Linked DNA regions of Mus musculus: region 2 is linked to region 1. A link is a contact called in public HiChIP or PLAC-seq data. All regions are on one chromosome and are shown on one strand. Each heading gives the region's core, a stretch centred on a gene start, on an enhancer-like site or on the middle of the called end of the contact. The rest is flanking DNA. Distances are from core to core; before and after follow the strand shown. Region 1 has its middle 9.0 kb from the start of Gm23440. Region 2 overlaps Fnip2 (folliculin interacting protein 2).

Region 1 (6,768 bases), core at 1,597-4,096:
TCATGCCTTACATGTGACTTTAAATGCTCTCTTTCAGAAAGCTTTCAGGCGCTTGCTCCTTATGTGGGAGTCTGATGGAAACAAACATCTAATCACAGTTACCTCATCCTGTAGAGCACTTTGGCCATGCTCCAGCCAGTTATATACCATTGCCTTTAACCCTAACTTACCTTCATATTTAACCTTGTGTTATAATGGCTCTTGATGGAAATATCTTCCTCATGTAACTTTATATCTCAATGTTCCCCACAAAGCTGTACAGTTATTACATCCTAGTTTATGTTCTGGGTCTTTGCCAGCTGTTGCGTTCTATCACAGCCACTCGGATGGACCCTCTCTCTAACTGCTGCTCCCTTACCAAACCCGTTGTCAGCCAGGATGCTGTTAGAGAGATCAATGCCCCAAACCCCTTGAAGGGGTTCAGGTGGCCTCTAAAAGGACACTAATGGACCATGAGCCACCCAACTCATCTCTTTTCTTGACACTCTGGACATTCTTTTGGGGACTCAAAACTAAAACAGCAGGACAGAAGCCTTCTTTATATCCATTAACCTCTCTGTCTCACCAGCTCAGAGCAGCTTAACATCCATCAGGACCAGCTTGGCTCATTGACTGCTGCAGTACAAAGAGGACTAGATATGACTTCTGTTAGGGATGGGATGCATGCCCCACCACCCCAAACAATGCTCCTTCCACACCAAAAATATGCCAATTTGTTTGAAATGGGACAGACCACAAATTCTTCTGGTTCCCTCCCACTATGACTCCTCCCCTCGATCACTCTTTTCTCCTCATCTTTGTTGTTCCACACACACTTATCCTCCAACAGCTCCGTTTGTTCCTGTTAAATTTGCAAACAGACCTTTTAGATGCTCTGGAGAAACACTGGCTGAAAGGGGACTCCATCTCTTTCAGCCCAGGCCAGATGCAACTCTTTACATTGGTAAAGAGTTTACTCTTGATCCTTCCCTTGAATGGTGTGTCGCCCCCGCTACTTCTGCTGACTTTGGCAATGGGACAAGTCCAGAATCAATTTTATGCCCACTTTCTCCCACTGGGCCACTCCATCTCTCCCACATCTGCTCTTATCTCTCAACCTTCCTTCCCAAAAAATCCATCTTACCCTGTAATCGGATCATCGGTTTCCTGCTTTCAGCCTCTTATATTTGTTTTCCAAGTCTCTTTAGGAATACAGGAGGGCATGTACCGGTTCAGCTCAGCAGATCACTCCCTTCTACTCTTCATGACCAGAGGAGGCCTTCCTCGGTGTATTCTGAACTACCTCCTCCAACAAAGACCCTCCTCAGCAACCTCTCAGAATGAGGAAGGATAGTTTCTGGCTGACAGACTACACTTCCCAGCTTCACTTGCTGACTACGTAAGTCCCTTCTGTAACCACAAGGGGCTTCATCCCATCTTCCATAGGCATTTTAGCCATCTGCAATGTGCTTGACAAAATACTGCCTTGTGCTGGGCAGTGGTGGCGCACGCCTTTAATCCCATCACTTAATAGGCAGAGGAAAGCGGATTTCTGAGTTTGAGGCCAGCCTGGTCTACAGAGTGAATTCCAGGACAGCCAGGGCTACACAGAGAAACCCTGTCTCGAAAAACCAAAAAAAAAAAAAAAAAAAAAAGATTACTGCCCTGCTGTGAATAAACACGATCCTACCTAAAGTCAGACCAAGCCTCTCTCTGCACCTCCCATTTCTCTACAGCTTTCTTAAATAATCTAACAGTGAAAATAGGGGATTTTCTTTACATTTCACTCACAGGACACTTTACTTTCTTGTACCTGTTCTATTTCTGAGGCAACTTACAAGGCACAGGAGGCGCAGGAAAGAGACAGGAGCCTGACCTTCAACAGACCAGAATGTGTTTATTGGCTCACATAGGTAGAGTAAGACTGTCGCAGGAGGTTGAAGAGTCCGCCAGAGAAAAAGGATGGCTACAACCCTTTATACGAGCAAGTGAGGGTCTAAGGAATGTGGAAACCGTTGCCCCTGTTAGACCTCATGTCTCTCCTGTAGCCTCTCCTTTATTTGCTAAAAGCTAGATTGGCTGACCCAATAGACACCCCTTTCTTGATCTTGGAGGCACTTGGTCAACATCTGCACCCCAAATTCTGCTCAGATTGAAATCGGCACTCCCTCGGTACCCTTGAACCCAGATATATATAATTGGACTTGAACTGGATAGGAAATGTCAATGCTTAATGGTCAGTTGGGGGGGGGGAGCTTATTTTGTTGTTCAGAGTAAGGTGTGTGTACCTTGATGCAAATGGTGGGGTCCTAGGTTGCTAGCTGCACAAGAAGAGTTTGTGTCTAGTCTGCCAAGAACAGTTAGAAGCCCAAGTTAGTGTGTGAAGCCCAAACCAAAGGGAGTCCCAGTTGCTAGGCTAGTCTATGCTTGCCTGACTCACCTTTATGGTCCCTCCCTTTTTCTGCATCCCTTTCACTTGAAGCTACACATCGATCCCTCCAGCAATGTCTCTCAAACTTCTTTAATGATTTGTGGGGACTACATCCCTCAAGCATGGCATTTTCCACTTGAAGTGTTTGCTCTGGTACCTGCCCTTTCAGATTTCCTGCCCCTGTGGTTGGATGCAATTGTTGTCATTTGTTCTGCTCAGCAGACTTGGGAACCGTGCATGCTAACTACCCAGCCACCCTGCAGAGGAAATAGGGTGTGGGTCCTCAGAGGGGAAAGGAAATAATACAAAGACTTGTTCACAAAACTCAAATATGAATTCCCTCCTTGGAAACAAGGAAAGCAGCCAGACTGACCTGGGTGGAGTCACAGGAAAATGGAACAGCTATTTATAACACAAATGCTTGACATTGAATGGAGCTGCAAGTGAAGACCAAAGTTGGGGGGATGGGAGGACAACTGTGGGTGCAATTGTCTCCAGTTACATAGGTATGCACTGAGGCAAAACTACTCAGAAATAGCTTCCCACAATCTAATCAACTTCGGTTGCCATAGAAATGTTTGCAGCTACAGCACTGAGATCTCAACCCAATTGTGTTGTGATTAGTCAAGATGAAAATGAAGCCGCTTTCAATCCCAAACCCTTGATTTTCATCCCTGCTGCGGGTACCAGTTGTACCCTTCCTCCACAAAGCACATTAAACAATTTCAGGCCTAGATGCTACAAGGTATTGTGTCCCTTCCCAGTTGTATTAGTTCCCTTTGTGTTGGTGTGACCAAGATGCCTGAGACAACAACTCATACTAGGAAAACATAGTTTGCCTCACAGATTTAAAGTGATGCTCCAGCATAGCAGGAAAGGAACTGTAGACTCCAGGACACAGGGATCATAAAAGAAAGACAAAGACACATCCAAGCAAACTCCTTCCTCAAACAAGGCCCACCCCCTACCTTTTACCACCTTCCAATATTGCCATCATGTTATGAATACTTGGAAGGATTAATTCACTAATTAGTGCTGAGAACCCCATGATCTAACTGTCTCTGGAATTGCCACTGCAGACACACCCAAGGGTGTGCTTCACTAATCTAGGCATTTTTCAACTAGTTGATTTGGTAATTAATTAACTACTACACAGCCCTACCAAAAAAAGTGAAAGAAAACCAAGGCACATCAACACAACCACAGGAATGCTACCTATCCTCACATGTATCAACCCCACCTTAAATGTCTTCAAATTCCTGTCTTCAAACATAATTCCCTAACTAAGGAAGAAAAAAAAAAAAAACTCACAGAACACAAGCAATTTGACAGAGACCTGCCTCATAGTTTTTAACTAAGTTGCAAGTCTGTCCTATCCACACAAATCGTTACCATCATAGCTTGTGATAGATAGAGAGGCCTCAATGGTTAAGTGGGACACACACACACACACACACACATACACGACATGGAGGGATGGGGGGATGGGCCCAACATAGGATTAGGTGGCACCTGATGAAAATCTAAAAGAAAAAGAATAATTGGTATATCTCTAGAGGTCAGTAATGCCCAGAGAAGAGAGAGAATCAAACTCCACACAGTGTAATGAACATGTCCCATTTGCCGGGGACTCTGCAGGATGAAATAAAACAGGAGCTAGGTTGGGATCCAGGAGTAGAAACTTCTCATCGACCCAGTTTGAGGTAGTAGCGATCGATGCACTGTTAGCATGAGGAAGGGCTTCAGGTGTTTTCCCAACTTGACTGACTGTCATGGTCCTCTCAGTGGGGTGTTGTGGTTACATGTTCCAGAACAGATAGTTTAGCGGAGAGCTGGCCCTGGGCCTGTCATACTCAATTCTGAGTTTCACTGGGTTTGGGCTTATTCAACCTCACCAGATTTTCTGTCTGATGTCATGGTTCACATGCCCCACAATCCATCAGAGTCATATAATTCTGGAAAAGTCTCAAAATGTACTAATCTTGCTTTTTAGCTTCTGTAGTTCTACTTCTGTCTGCTCTTGCTAACTGAAGTGTGTCAGCCCAGAACATGGTTTTTTTGTCCTTAAAAGCTCACCTTGAAAAGGGTTCAAGGCTGAGATTTCAAACACCCAGTGTAGTTAATGGCTGGCTAGTAAAGACTTTCTATTGGCATAAACCCATGTCCAAGCAGTCTTGACTGGTGAATACCCTTAACGCTGGGTGTCATGGTTTGTATATTCTTGGACCAGGAAGTGGCACCATTTGGAGGTGTGGCCTTGTTGGACTAGGTGTGACCTGGTAGGTGTGTCATTGTGGGTGTGGGCTTAAGACCCTCACCATAGTTGTCTGGAAGTCAGTCTTCCACTAGCAGCCTTTGGATGAAGGTGTAGAACTCTCAGCTCTGCCTGTGCCATGCCTGCCTGGATAGTGCCATGCAACCACCTTGATGATAATGGACTGAACCTCTGAACCTGTAAGCCAGCACCAATTAAATATTGTTTTTTATAAGACTTGCCTTGGTCATGGTATCTATTCATAGCAGTAAAACCCTAACTAAGACACTGGGTCATATAATAAGTGTCATTTTGTACTTGAAGTACCCCCTTTATTGACTTCTATGATGGCCTGACTATATTACATTCCCACCAACAGTCTGTAAATATGCCCATTTGTCCAAATCTTCAATAGCATTTATGGCCATTTGTTTTCTTGATGGCGATTGGGATAAGATGTAATCTCAGTGTAGTGTTCATTGTCATTTTTATATGATGGCTACTGACCACTTTTTCATATGTTTACTGGCCATTTCCATCTGTTCATTTCATTTGTCTATTTATTGATTGGGTTGCTTATTTCTTGTTGAGTTCCTTCTGTATCCTATCGATATTAAATCTGTCAGATGTACAGCTAGCAGAGAGTTTTCTTCCACTCTGTAGACTGTATCCTTACTGAATTGAGTGTTTCCTTTGCTATCTAAAAGATTTCTAATTTTACTATTTGTCAGTTGTTAGAGATGATTCATGAGTCATTGGTGTCCTATGAAGGAAGTTCTTATCTATGCCTATATATCGAAGAGTTTTTATTCCTCTTTCCTCTAATAGCTCCAGAGTTTCAGATCTTCCATTTTGAATGTTGGTCAATTTGGTGTTGATTTTTTATGCAGGTTGAAAGATGATAAGAATCTACAGTCATTCTTCTTTTTGTAAACATTCAAGTTTCTCAGGAGACTGTCCAGGGTTAGCAGGAAGGTTTAGCAGGTAAGTCCTTACTTTTACCTGTCAACTTGAGTACAATCCCTTGGACCCACATAAGGATGAAAGGAGAGAAGTGGATTTACAAAGTTGTTCTCTGAGCATCACATATACACTTTGGTATGCATGCCCAACACACACACTCACACACACACACTCACACACACACTCACACATACTCACACACACACTCACACACACTCACACTCACACACACTCGCACACACACTCACACACACACTCACACACACATACACATACACACTCACACACACTCACACACACACACTCACTCACACACTCACACACACACACACACACACTCACTCACTCACTCACTCACACTCACACATACACACACACTCACACACACTCACTCACACACACACAGTAATTAAGATGGAGGAAGAAAATCGTGATGTTTGACAGAGCAACAGAAAGAAAACGGGAGCACTGTGGCTCTATAGTATAACCTGAAGTCAGGTACAGTGGTATCTGAAACTCCATTCTTTTTAGTCAGATTGTTTTGGTTACCAGGAGACTTTTGTGCTTCCATATGAATTTTAAGATCTTTTTCTCCTGTGGAAAATGGGAATTTTTATGAAAACTACATTGAATCTATATATAGCTTTTGGGAGTATTATTTGCAATATTAATTCTTCCTATCTATGAACATGGGAGAGCTTTGCATTTTCTAGGGTTTTCCTTTATTTCTTTCTTCAGTTTTTTAAACTTCTCCTTGTAGAGGTCTTTCACTTCCTCCTGTTGTGTGTGCCCCAGCTCCCAGGACACATTCTCTGACCCAGTCTTTCATACTTCATCACTAACTTTTGGGGTTCCCTTTCAACTTTGCCCCTTCACACAATACACTCGTGCCTTAAGAAGTGTCTCCCAAGTCCTTGGCTTAGTTATAATATAAAAACAAAAATTAAATCTTAAATTCAAATCTCCTACATCAGGGTAAAAATACATTCAACTGCTGTTTAACACCCATCTTACCTCTTGAATCTGTTCCCCTTGCATCAGTCCTACCTCAGTGACCGGAACCACTGTCAACAGTCCTGTCACATGGATAGTACTGCCACCAACAATCCTGTCTCAGTGAATGGTAACCACTGTCCACCCA
Region 2 (6,768 bases), core at 1,258-3,757, 550 kb after region 1:
TGTCAACTTGACACAGCTGGAGTTATCAGAGAGAAAGGAGCTTCAGTTGAGGAAATGCCTCCATGAGATCCAACTGTAAGGCATTTTCTCAATTAGTGATCAAGAGGGAAAGGCCCCTTGTGGATGGGACCATCTCTGGGCTGATAGTCTTGGTTCTATAAGAGAACAGGCTGAGCAAGCCAGTAAAGAACATCCCTCCATGGCCTCTGCATCAGCTCCTGCTTCCTGACCTGCTTAAGCTCCAGTCCTGACTTCCTTGGTGATGAACAGCAGTATGGAATTGTAAGCTGAATAAACCCTTTCCTCCCCAACTTGCTTCTTGGTCATGATGTTTGTGCAGGAATAGAAACCCTGACTAAGACAAATTGGTACCAGCAGAGTGGGGTATTCCTGTGACAACCTGACCATGTTTTGGGGAGGACTGTGGAAGGACTTTGGAACTTTGGGCTAGAGGATCCATTTGGTGTTAAAAGGGCTCTGTGGGATGTTGTATAGGAGCTTGGAAGATAATGCTGAGAACAGTGCAGAAGATGGAGGCCTGGCTTGTGAAATTTCAAGGGAAGATTAAAGACGCTTTTCAGGGCCATTGCTGTTTTGATTGTGAAGATTCTGTGGTTCTGGTTAGCTGAGGCTGAAGAATCAGCTGTGATTAACAAGATACCAGAACCACTAGAGTGAAGCCTTTGCATTACTGGGACTATTGATGCTGGTTAGCTGGAGCTAAGAAATTAGCCGTGATTAAGAAGAGACCAGCATCACTGAGGTGACATCTTCTGAGAAGTGTTTTAGGAGAGCACAGAGGCCAAGGTTGTACCTTGGGCTGTGGCTGGACTTAGTAATGTGTAAGAGTTACCCAGGTGGTACTGGTTTTGAAGGCATGAAGGGGTCACGCAAAGCAGCTGAGGCTCGGCACCGTGAGAGGTCAGGGAAGGCCATTGGTGAAGGTGCAGCCTCAGTTGCAATTGATGGCCCAGGACTGAAGGGGTCATGCAAAGGAGTTGAGGCTTGGCACCATGAAGAGAGCCTATGAGAGGCTATTGTTGAAGCCAAGTTACAGTGGAAGACAGTAGCATTTTGGAGATGCCAGTATCATGAGATGATCACCAATAACAGCAGCAGCAGTGCAGTACAGGCAGCTGAAGCCTAGAAAACAATGTGCGTGCTACAAAGGGCATGGCTGGAGAAGTGACCCAAGCCCTTGGAGGAGCCCAGAAGATCGTGAGTTGGATCCCAGACATCGGACGGTTGGAGATTGATTTTTGCTTTTGATTATGACTGTGCCCTGATATTTTCCCTCTTGAAGGAAGAAAATATTTTAGTGGAGCCCACAGTTAAGAGACTTTTAATTTTAAAAAGACTTTGGATTTTAAGAATATGTAAAGACTGTGGGGCTTTTACAGTTGTTTAGATCTTGGGGATGAATAAGAATGTAAGGGTTGAGGCTTACTAGTGATGTGTTTGTGTGTCAAATTGACAAGGGGTCAATCATACTGGCTAGTTTTGTGTCAACTTGACACAACTGGGGTTATCACAGAGAAAGGAGCTTCAGTTGAGGAAATGCCTCCATGAGATCCAACTGTAAGGCATTTTCTCAATTAGTGATCAATAGGGAAAGGCCCCTTGTGGGCAGTGCCATCTCTGGGCTGGTAGTCTTGGTTCTATAAGAGAGCAGGCTGAGCAAGCCAGGGGAAGCAAGCCAGTAAAGAACATCCCTCCATGGCCTCTGCATCAGCTCCTGCTTCCTGACCTGCTTGAGTACCAGTCCTGACTTCCTTGGTGATGAACAGCAGTATGGAAGTGTAAGCTGAATAAACCCTTTCCTCCCCAACTTGCTTCTTGGTCATGATGTTTGTGCAGGAATAGAAACCCTGACTAAGACACTATGTAGACCAGGTAGGTTACATAAGACCCTGTCTCAAAACCAACTGAACAAGTAACTAAATTTAAACACACACACACACATTAATAAAATAAGTATCTGTTAAAAGATGACTCTCTCTTGTCTTCTTTCTATTTTAGATTGATGGGTAACAACCATGATTTATATCAAAACAAAATTAAAACTAAGCCAGGCAGTGGTGGCGCACACCTTTAATCCCAGCACTCGGGAGGCAGAGGCAGGCGGACTTCTGAGTTTGAGGCTAGCCTGGTCTACAGAGTGAGTTCCAGGACAGCAAGGGCTCCACAGAGAGACCCTGTCTCGAAAAAAACAAAAAACTAAATTAAATTAAATTTAAATTAAAAGCTTCCTATGTAACAAATGCATGACTAATTAAGAAAGACTCAACATTCTTTAGGTTCTAGTAGAAAAAAAAAGCTACATCTGCTGCTTACGAATATGTAGAAATCAATTTATGAGAAGGGAAAGCAAGGAAAAGGATGTTGAACTGTGACTCAGCAGACACATCTGAGTAAGTGCCTCATGGTGCCTGAGTACCGGGAACCCAGGAGGCATCTGAGCATGCAGAGGGGAGGGGCCAGCTCATGGGGCCCTGCTGGTCACACCGGGGACAGAAGGCTGGGCAAGAAGACAGGCACACCTCGTTCTGGCCCCAGTTACTCACTGTCCACGCGACTCAGGAGACTACTCAAACATCCCTAGTCTTAGTCTGCTCAGCTCTGACTCTATCCAGCTCTAAGGGCTTTGAAATACTGCATGTGAGCAGCTGAGAAACCCTCTGAAAACTTCTGGGGCTGCAGACTAATGGGATGTGCTGTCTGTCTGTCTGCACAAGGCCCAGAGTACACACCGTTTGTGTGCTGACAGCTCAGAGAGGACGGCCTGAGATTCACACAACACGAAGGCGACAACACCTGGCAGATGATCTTACTAAAATCAGTCACCTCCTCACTTCAATTCCAACCTCACAAAATGCAGCCGGTTCTCTGGAATCTCCAAGAAATTGCACAATCTAAAATAGATTCTGCAAAGTCCACAGAGAACAGTAAACTGCAGAATAAATTAATACAAGGTAGAGAATTATAACTATGAAATAATTAGCTTCCAAATCGTCTCTTCCACTGACAAAGGCCCCTTAGACCACAATTTTAACACCTGTAACTACACCAAATCTTCTGTCTAAAACATCTTCCAAGTAACTTTCCAAGCCAGACCTTGTAACCTCACTAGGAAGAAACCAAGATCGTTCACTTGGTTAGAATTTCCCACAATGGCCCTGTCCTGAAAAAAATGCTCCAACATCCTCCTCAGGAAGACAGAATGGACTTGGAAAGATCTGCTTCTTAGAGCTCAGAACTGCCTAGCTATAACTGGGCCTCAACTCTTCCTCCACAGCATGTGGCATGTGTACCTTAGAAGTCAGTCTCAGTCTTCTCTTGTCCAGGGTCTTACTTTTGCAAGGACATTTGGACTGTGCAGGACTGTCATAAAGGCAGGTGTGAGGTGGTGTCCACTGACAGCAAGCCTTGGATGTCACCTCCTCCACCAGCATTAGTGCTCCAGCTGCCACTGTTAAGCATCACTCTCTTCCCATCTCACCCCACGGCGATGTCATGATGTCCTTTCTGAATTCCGGAGCTAGGTAACAGATTTCTCGAGAACATGGACCACATCTGAAATCGACTGATTAGTCTTTAAACCAGACTGGCCTCAACAATCCTCCCACTTCAGCCTCTGAAGTCCAGGGACTACAGCATGTCACCATACCTCAGTGGTTTAGAGGTCATCTCCACTCAGATTAGACACATTTGGAGTAGCCCCAGCTGTGTGTTGCCATTGTACTGAGCTGGGAGGCACAGATTCCAAGCCACAATGATGGCAAGTGATTTGCCGCTTTCCACTTCCAGCTTCCGTCACCAAGACCAGAGAGAAATGAAAAGGAGGTCCAATGCCTGGTGAGTAGCGGATGTTGATGGCTGAAACGCAGGGTCCAAAGTTACCAGTGACTTGGGAGGAAGCTGCCTGTCTCTCCAACCCCTACGCAAACAGAACTGAGAGGAATCGGTACCCCTATTTGCTGGATCTTCTTATTCACCAGACTTACATGCCATAATAACGAAAATCACATGACAAGGGAACTGAAAAATTTAGCCGTGAGATGGATGATAAACCTATACAGTGAACATTGTGTGTACAGGGATGGGCTATCACCCCAGAGGGTTACAAACACACTGCAGAGAACAGGTGAACCGACAAGGATCACACTGTCAGTACTTAATAGGAGTGTGAGTTTTCTGTTGGTTTGTTAACTCTAGCTCCCTGAAAGTACGCCATGTCTCACTTCACAGTCTCGTGCTAGACTCTAGCACAGTTCCTGAAATATAGAAGGCAGTTGTAAATATTCTTAGCAAGCCGGGCATGGTGGCGCACGCCTTTAATCCCAGCACTTGGGAGGCAGAGGCAGGCGGATTTCTGAGTTCGAGGCCAGCCTGGTCTACAGAGTGAGTTCCAGGACAGCCAGGGCTATACAGAGAAACCCTGTCTCGAAAAACCAAAAAAAAAAAAAAAAAAAAAAAAAAAAAATATTCTTAGCAAGTACTATACCCACACTTAACTCTGCCTCCTCTCGGGGAAGGACGTTTCTAGACGAAGAAGAAGAATGTATAACTCCTCTCTGGCTCTCATCGAAAAGGACAATGCTCTGTCCAGGCTCCCAACACCACCACCTTTTACCTATGTTCAAAGCTTCTGTGTATGGCATGAACTGCAGCGAATGTAGGGGAATGAACTGCTGAGCAAGGGGGCACTACTCTGCGTAAGCTTATGGGGGAAAACAGAAATTTTCCAGTATTTTCAACAGCAGTTGATTTTAAGTAAGTAATCTCTGTATTACAAGTATGCCAACATACAAACTGTTGGGGGGTAAGGGGGGGGGAACCTGACACCCTGAGTTCCATCCCCAGGACCCATGTGGCAGAAATAGAGAACCAATTTCCACAAGCTATCCTTTGACTTACACACACACCGTACAAAATAAAATTTAAGTGACAATAACAAAAATGAAAAACACTAAAAAATAAAAATAAGATTTCAGAGGGAACTTGAAGCAATGCTTAAAACAACAACCACCACACCTCATTCACTCCTGGCTTCTTTCTCCACCTTCCCTGACCCCAAACCCATTCCCTCTTTCAGAATACTTAAAACAAATTCTAATTATGGTTTAGCTATAGAGAATCACATAGAGAGCCAGGCCTGGTGGCAGATGCCAACCATCTCAGCATTCAAAGAGGCAGGAGGGTGAGGACGACAAGGGCAGCTTGGACTAGAGACTCTCAAAATCCAAGCGAAAAGTGAAGGAAAATGTAAAATGAAGGTCTCTATTGAACAGAGAGACCAAACTGTTTAGCAATTCTTTGCTGAGCGCTTCTGCAAGGCCTCCAGTGTCTTCATCTTGGTGTGCAGTCAGCTCCCATCACACCCCTTGATAGAATAAGGAGGAATGAACCTTCTCAAACTGAACTCCCGCAGGGCAGTGCATTCCAGCTCCCAGACCTGGAATAGGACTCGTCAGTCTGTGATCTTGAATGACTGCAGACGCTAGAGCAACAGGCCATAGGCACCACAATGTCTTCTCCACAGCCATGTTCCCTCCCCCTTTTCTGACCTACCTTGTCTGCTAGGAGACAAAACTCTCACTTCAAGGGGGATCTTGCCCCATACTCAGGAGAAAGAAGGTGCAGTACCTGGAGAGAAGGCCTCATAGTTCCACCAGTCTACTAGTCTTAGAGCAGACCTTTCCAATCACACTTCAAAGCTGTGCCTGCACTTCCATCAAGTCCATGCAATTTCCACCAGGACCTCAAAGAATGAGTCTGGAAGAGCTTCCAGAAAGATGAGCCTGTGGAGGATAGCACCTTCCAAAAGGATGCCACAGCTTCCACCTGTGTCCTTGAGTTTTGTGAATGACTCAAGCCCATTAATCAAGCCTGCAGAGAGGGTTGTGGGAACCCTGATTTACCACTGGTAGGCCACACCATAAGAAACCACCTGGCACTGGCATCTGCAGGGGGGAGTCCTCAGCCTGTGGGACATGATGCTACCTCCCCATGGATATCCTGCTAGCTGATGGCAAAAACTGAAATGGGTCTGAACATCTTAGAGGCATCCAGAGCTGATTGGTTACCTGCTTGGTAAGTGGGAAAGAACCTCACAGGTCAAAAATGCCTGTAGGAGAAAGTGAGTTTGAAAATGAATTGTTTTTCCCAACAGAGAGATCGGACAAATTCATTTTTATGCTTATCCTTCTAGCTCAAGACATACGTCAGAAGCATCATATTAAGAGGTTGTGATAGTTCATGGCAAATACAACAGAAGGCATTATCGTAGTAAGTGAGGAAACAACGCTCCTCAGGAAGTAAGAGCTGACACACACACACACATACACACACACACATACACAAACATACACACATACACATACACAAACATACATACATACACACACATACACAGACATACACACAAACACATACACACACATACACAGACATACTCACAAACACACATACACAGACATACACACATACACAGACATACACACATACATACACACACATACACAGACATACACACACACACAAACATACATACACACACATACATAACACATACACACACACATACACACACAGCTCCTTTCAGAGTGTGGACTCACAGATGGAGGGTAGGGAAGGTGTCAAGTCCAGTCAATTTCTACTTTTCACGGCTGTTGCTGCGATAATTTGTCTTAGTCAGGGTTTCTATTCCTGCACAAACATCATGACCAAGAAGCAAATTGGGGAGGAAAGGGTTTATTCGGCTTACAC

The links. HiChIP or PLAC-seq counts read pairs in DNA pulled down with a chosen protein or histone mark.
Region 2: an HNF4G HiChIP or PLAC-seq map of pancreatic cancer cells shows a contact between it and region 1. The contact joins two enhancer-like sites. A contact is called at or near these places in 6 of 39 promoter capture datasets (cranial neural crest, frontonasal cranial neural crest, hematopoietic stem and progenitor cells and 3 more), 1 of 115 datasets of contacts at active chromatin or transcription factors (pancreatic cancer cells) and 1 of 9 other capture datasets (embryonic stem cells).

Annotation. Positions count from the first base shown.
Region 1 is chr3:78,985,520-78,992,287 of GRCm38.p6, forward strand. No RefSeq gene overlaps it. Among named protein-coding and RNA genes, the nearest start is that of Gm23440, 9.0 kb to the left of the region's middle. Within about 2 kb of position 2,847, at least 13 of the 459 cell types and tissues checked have an H3K27ac peak or open chromatin away from gene starts, as enhancers often do. A contact at or near this core is called in pancreatic cancer cells, where this site is marked.
Region 2 is chr3:79,540,289-79,547,056 of GRCm38.p6, forward strand. The region is part of intron 1 of Fnip2 (folliculin interacting protein 2); the gene reads right to left. Among named protein-coding and RNA genes, the nearest start is that of Fnip2, 24 kb to the right of the region's middle. Within about 2 kb of position 2,508, at least 134 of the 459 cell types and tissues checked have an H3K27ac peak or open chromatin away from gene starts, as enhancers often do. A contact at or near this core is called in pancreatic cancer cells, where this site is marked.